2 separate regions of the Capra hircus genome follow, and region 1 is linked to region 2. The links are chromatin contacts, called in public Hi-C maps. All regions are on one chromosome and are shown on one strand. The core of a region is the stretch at or near the end of the contact, and the rest is flanking DNA. Distances in the headings are between cores, read along the strand shown.

Region 1 (2,700 bases), core at 188-2,687, 130 kb before region 2:
CTTTATTCCAGCCCCAGGCTGCCCTTCAGGTTCATAGCATAATACCAATGACCGCAATGATAATAATAGGATCATGGGGAAGAGTTGTAGGGGGTTGAATATTGCCCCTTCTCCGACCCCAAGAGATATATGTCTGTGTCCTAACCCTGGGACTTCTGAATGTGACCTTATTTGGTGAAAGAGTCTTTGCAGGTGTAATTAAGGGCTCTGAGATGAGATCATCCTGGATTATCTGGACAGGCCCTAACCCCAGTGACAAGTGTCTATAAGAGACAGGGAGGAGGGAATCCCCTGGTGGTCCAGTGGTTGGGACTCCCTTGCTTTTCGTGGCCGAGGGTTGGCTCGGGTTCAATTCCTGGTTCCGGAACTAAGCTCCTGAAAGCCGCCATGCAGCGCCCCCCCCAAAAAAAAAAAAACAAAACACAACAGAAGAGGTGATGCACAGGAAAAATACAAGTACTCAGGGAGAAAGAAGAGGAGGCCCTGTGAAAACAGAGGCCGAGACTAGACGGATGCCAAGGAACATCTGAACACTGGAAACAGCTCTTCTCTAGAGCCTTCAGAGGAGCAGGGCCCTGCTGAAACCCTGATTTGGGGCTTCCAGCCAGTAGAACCGTGAAGGAATAAATTTCTGGTGCCAGCCCGTCTGCGGCCATTTGTTACAGCAGCCACAAAAAGAGCCATGGGCTTTGGGGTTCAAATCCTGGCTCCCACTTACTAGCTTGTGCTGTTGGACATCCCTTTCATGCCTCAGTCTCCTCATCTGGAATGTGGGGACAATGATAATACCTGCTTCATAGAATTTTCATGTGAAAATTGAGTTGGTACATGAAAGATTATTAAAAAAGGGCATGATACTTTGTAAGTATCCAAAAATGGTTAGCTTTTTTTTTTTTTTTTTTTTCTACACCGCAGAGCTTGCAGGATCTTAGTTCCCCGGTCAGGGATTGAACCCTGGTCCCCTGAAGTGAAAGCAGGGAGTCCTAATCACTGCACCATCAGGGAAGTCCCTGTGAGTGTCTATTAGTTGCTTTGTCTTGCTGACATATATGGCAACTGCGTGCTCTTTAATCCCCACCGTGGAGGCAGCGCTCCTGTGAGCGGTGTCTCTGGAATCCCCAGCTGCTTCTCCCACTTCCTCAGCTCCTGCAAATCGGACCCAGAGGCTCCTCCAGTGACCTCAGGACAAACTTGGAGCTTATCAGCTCACCCCATGAGACTGTGTGGCCTGGCCCCCTGAGTGAATAAATGGAGGGATGGTTGGGTGAAATGCCAGGAAGAGTAGCTCACCCGATTCTCAGCCTGCTCCTGAGACACCTCCAGCCCCGTTCTCAGTTCAGTTCAGTCGGTCGTGTCTCACCCTCCTTTGAATAACGTCACCCCCTGGGCTTCCAACACTTCCCAGGCCAGACCACGGCTGGGCAGGGCGGCGCTCTGCTGACCCCTGGTGGCCGCAAGGAGTAACACGCCGCCTTCCCACCTCCGGGCGGTTGGCTTGGAGCTGCTGCTGCTACTGCTGCTAAGTCACGACCCTATAGACGGCAGCTTACCAGGCTCCCCCGTCCCTGGGATTCTCCAGGCAAGAACACTGGAGTCGGTTGCCATTTCCTTCTCCAATGCATGAAAGTGAAAAGTGAAAGTGAAGTCGCTCAGTCGTGTCCGACCCTGAGACCCCATGGACTGCAGCCTTCTCGGCTCCTCCATCCATGGGATTTTCCAGGCAAGAGTACTGGAGTGGGGTGCCATTGGCTTGGAGCTAGCGAGCGCCTAGTACACGCTCCGTGCTGGCTGCAGCTTCTGGAACTGACGCTGACTAGATAGACTTTGTGTCAGCCCTGGAGTCCTCTCACCTCCTGGGGCAATCTTGAGCAGACTGCGCCATCTTGTCGCCCTGACTCTTAAGATGTTCTGAGCGCTTCTTTCCACTTTCCCTGTCCTAGGTTTGTTCTCATCCACCATCACTTTTCTCCCCGTTCCAGGCTGTCTTATTGATTTCTCCTTTTGACTCAGGCTTCACAGCACTGTTACTGAATCTGTTTCTTTTTGCCATAAGAAAGGGTTTTATTTTTGGCCGCACTGCCTGTGGAACTTTCCCAACCAGGGATTGAACCTATGCCTCCTGCATTAGAAGGGCAGAATCTTAACCACTGGACTACCAGGGAAGTCCTATGTGTTTTTTTTTTTTTTACTTAAAATTTTGGTCATCATGGATTTTGGGAGGCTGACTTTGATTTTTTAAAACATGAATTGAAATAATTTTTTATCTTTATCTCTGATCCCTTGTCCCTTTAGGTTTTGTTTCTGAGGCAAATGCCTGACTCACCTCATCCCGGTTTGATATCACGTTCCCAGGGAGGTCTTCCCAACCATCCCAAATAACAGCTCTGCTCCCCCAAATTCACATCCTCCTTAATGTCTTATCTGTGCCCGACATTAAGGCATACATTCATTTCTTGGAATGTTTTCTGTCTGTTCCACTAGGGGTCAGATCCCAGCTTTGTCCCTGAGGGACTGGCACAGAGTAAACGCTCAGGAAACGTGTGTTAAACGGGTGAATACAACGTAAAGGAGTAACAGACAGAAAAACGCTGTTGAAGAGAATGCTTTTTTCTTTGAAAGCAAAGGAGTTCATCTTGGTTTGGGTGGGGGAGGGGTGACTTTCCCAAGGAAGAGTCCCGGGAACTGAAATCTAAAGGTTAC
Region 2 (2,700 bases), core at 51-2,550:
CCAAATCCAGCATAACCCTTGCCTCCTAGCCCCCTGTCCACAGAGATAATCACTGCTCCTGTTTTTACATCATAGATCAATTTTACCAACTTTGGTCTTCATGGTCATTCAAACAAATTACATACTAACTACTCATTCCTGTAAAACTTCTTTTACTTAGCCTTAACGGTGTCTGTTTCCTTGCTTCCTATTCATTCATTCAGGAAACTTGTCAAACACCAGACTTGTGCCAGGCACTTAGCTGAGTGCTAGAGAACAGGGCTGGACCAAGGGGAGGCAAGCCAGCTGCTCACTTTCAGGCCCTTGCAAGGGTCAACATCTAAGAGTGAGTGCCTTTTAAATTTTGTACCTTGGGCACATTGCTTACTTTATCCTGGTCCCAGCCCTGTAGATGATAGAGGAGTGCGAGAACTGAAAATGATCTCTTACCTCTATTTGCCCCTTCAGTTATTCAACACCTATGTGTTAGTTCTTCTGCGAATACCACACTTTTAATTTACATCCAGGATATGTTTTGTTTTTATTATGGCAAGTCTGCCCTCAGTAGCAATACCTTTATCGAGTGCTTACTATGTGCCACCGTGTTCTAGTAAGGGGTCCCCAACAGCTGGGCCGTGTAAGAAGACAGGTGTACCTGTGAATAGGAAGCAAGAAGACCCCTATTACATGATATAAACAGTGAACATTCATGATTTTAACTCACGTTTATTGAGCGCTTACCATGTGTCGAGCACTATGCTAAGTACTTGGGAAAATGGCCGAAGCTTTAAAACCACCCCAGTGAGGTGACCCCTTGATCACTTCTCTTTAACAGATGAAGAAATTGAGTTAAGAGATGAAACTGCTCGCCCGAAGTCACAGAGCTAGGGAATGCGACGGCAGGATTTGCACAGTTCTGACTTCCAAATTGATGCTATTAAACCACTGTCTGTCTCCCAGAGAAACACTCAACACATTTTAAACAGAGCACTAGGTAAGCACGGAAACATAATTACATTTCCCAAAGCAGTTTTATTTAAAACAGTTATTTCCAGCATGTCCTTCTCGCCTAGGCTGGAAGGTGGAGGGAGGGCTGACGGAACTACTTTTCCCAGGATGCAACTCTCGTCTCGCTGGCTGTCAGGCATGTCGGGAACTGTAGTCCTCCGAGGAGATAATAACCCGTGGCTCCCAACATGCATTTGGAGCCTGAACCTTGGCGTAGGAAAAGCCCAGTCGCGCGGCATGCTGGGAAGCGCGACCGGCTCTTTTCCCGGGTTGCCTCCCCGACGAGTGAGCCTATTTTTTTTTCAGGACTACAATTCCCAGTGGGCTGTGCGCGAGAGGGCGGGCGAGTTCTTCTCCCGGAAGTCCGCTTCTACGCCTGGGTCCCCCAACAGCTGCCGGAGCCGGAGCCACACAGAAGCCGCGGGACCGGGGCCGCTGGGGTCCGGACGGGGGTCGCCATGGTAACGAGGGAGCGCCTACGCTGGGGACGGGCAAAGGGTGGGTCCACGTGCAGGTACTCCAGGCTCGGTGGGATACTGACAAGCCGCCCCTGCTGCGGTGCGATGGTCTGGGCCGGGCGCGGGCTCTCGGGATTGGGGCCGATCAAAGGCCGGCGAAGGAGGCAACTGGGGGTGGTTCTGGGCGCGAGTGTGTACTGGGGTTCTCGAGGCTAGGGGGGAGCTTTTGAAGTCCAGGTGCCAGGGGAGAGGGCTGTGCGGGAGGGAGACATTCGAGATGGTTGGAGGGTTTTGAAACTGGGAGGCAACTCACGAGGCAGGATCTCAGAAGCTGGGAGAAGGAACTGGAGGTGGGGAGGGGGCGTCCCAAGCGGAGGGCTTTCCGGGAGTGCGTCAGAAGAGCTGGAGAAGAATGGGAGACGTTGAGATAGGAGAGAGGTGGTCTCTAGGGGCAGGAAGCCGATGTTGCAGGCGGAGAGAGGGTGTTGAAACTGTGTGGGATACTGCTGGTGAGAGAGTCTCAAGGATAAGAGACTGGACCCTGGAGACAGGAAGTACTGTAGGGAATGGGGCTTTAGAGTTAGGAAAAGTGTGCTGTAAGAAGGAAGAAGGCTTGGAGTAGGCAGTGAATACTACACATGAATGGGGAGCAATGGAACAGGTCTCTGCAAGAGGAGGGTTCTCACAGGGTAGGGAGTAAGCATGGAAGTGAGAGGTGGAGAGGGGGTTTGGGGAACAAGGACTGGGCATTGGAGCTGGCGCCAATCCCCAGGGATGGGGCACCCTGACAGAGAGCCCTGAAACTGGGAAAGCAGGAGTCAAAGAGAGCAACTCCGGGGGGGCCGGGGGAACTTGGAGGTAGAGAAGGCTGGCGGGGGGCGGGGGGAGGTGGGCACTGAGAGGGGACATCAGAGGGGCGAGGATACAGAAAGGATGGGACTTCTCAGTGTGGATCCCCTGGGATGGAGAGACTCTGGTTGGGAGGAGAAACAGGAAGAGGTGTATGAGGGAATTCAGGACTCAGAGACAGAGCTCTCCCTTAGTTCTACAGCCTTGCTCCATCTCTCCTCCCGATCTCCTCCATCTGTCTCTGGCTCTGGCCCCCAGGCTGTGGCTGCCTGGTGTGGGTCCCACCCCCACCCCATGCCCTTTGCCTGCCTGCCAGGACCCCTGCCTTGCTAGGAAGTGGTTTTCCCTGGCTCAGCAGAAGGGGTTCTTGGAAGGAGAGTGTAATATCCTGTTCCCGTCCAGCTCA

What was found. A called contact is a pair of places that touch in the nucleus more often than the background predicts.
Region 1: a contact with region 2 is called in a Hi-C map of blood, with 4 times the contacts expected there. The contact joins the enhancer-like site here to the promoter of AP2S1 in region 2. A contact is called at or near these places in 2 of 5 Hi-C or Micro-C datasets (both in blood).

Annotation. Positions count from the first base shown.
Region 1 is chr18:55,105,763-55,108,462 of ARS1.2, reverse strand. No RefSeq gene overlaps it. Among named protein-coding and RNA genes, the nearest start is that of NPAS1, 11 kb to the left of the region's middle. Within about 2 kb of position 1,437, at least 2 of the 5 cell types and tissues checked have an H3K27ac peak or open chromatin away from gene starts, as enhancers often do.
Region 2 is chr18:54,975,186-54,977,885 of ARS1.2, reverse strand. AP2S1 (AP-2 complex subunit sigma) reads left to right here and starts at 1,300. Exons shown (of 5, transcript XM_013971564.2): 1 at 1,300-1,448. The coding sequence starts at 1,446.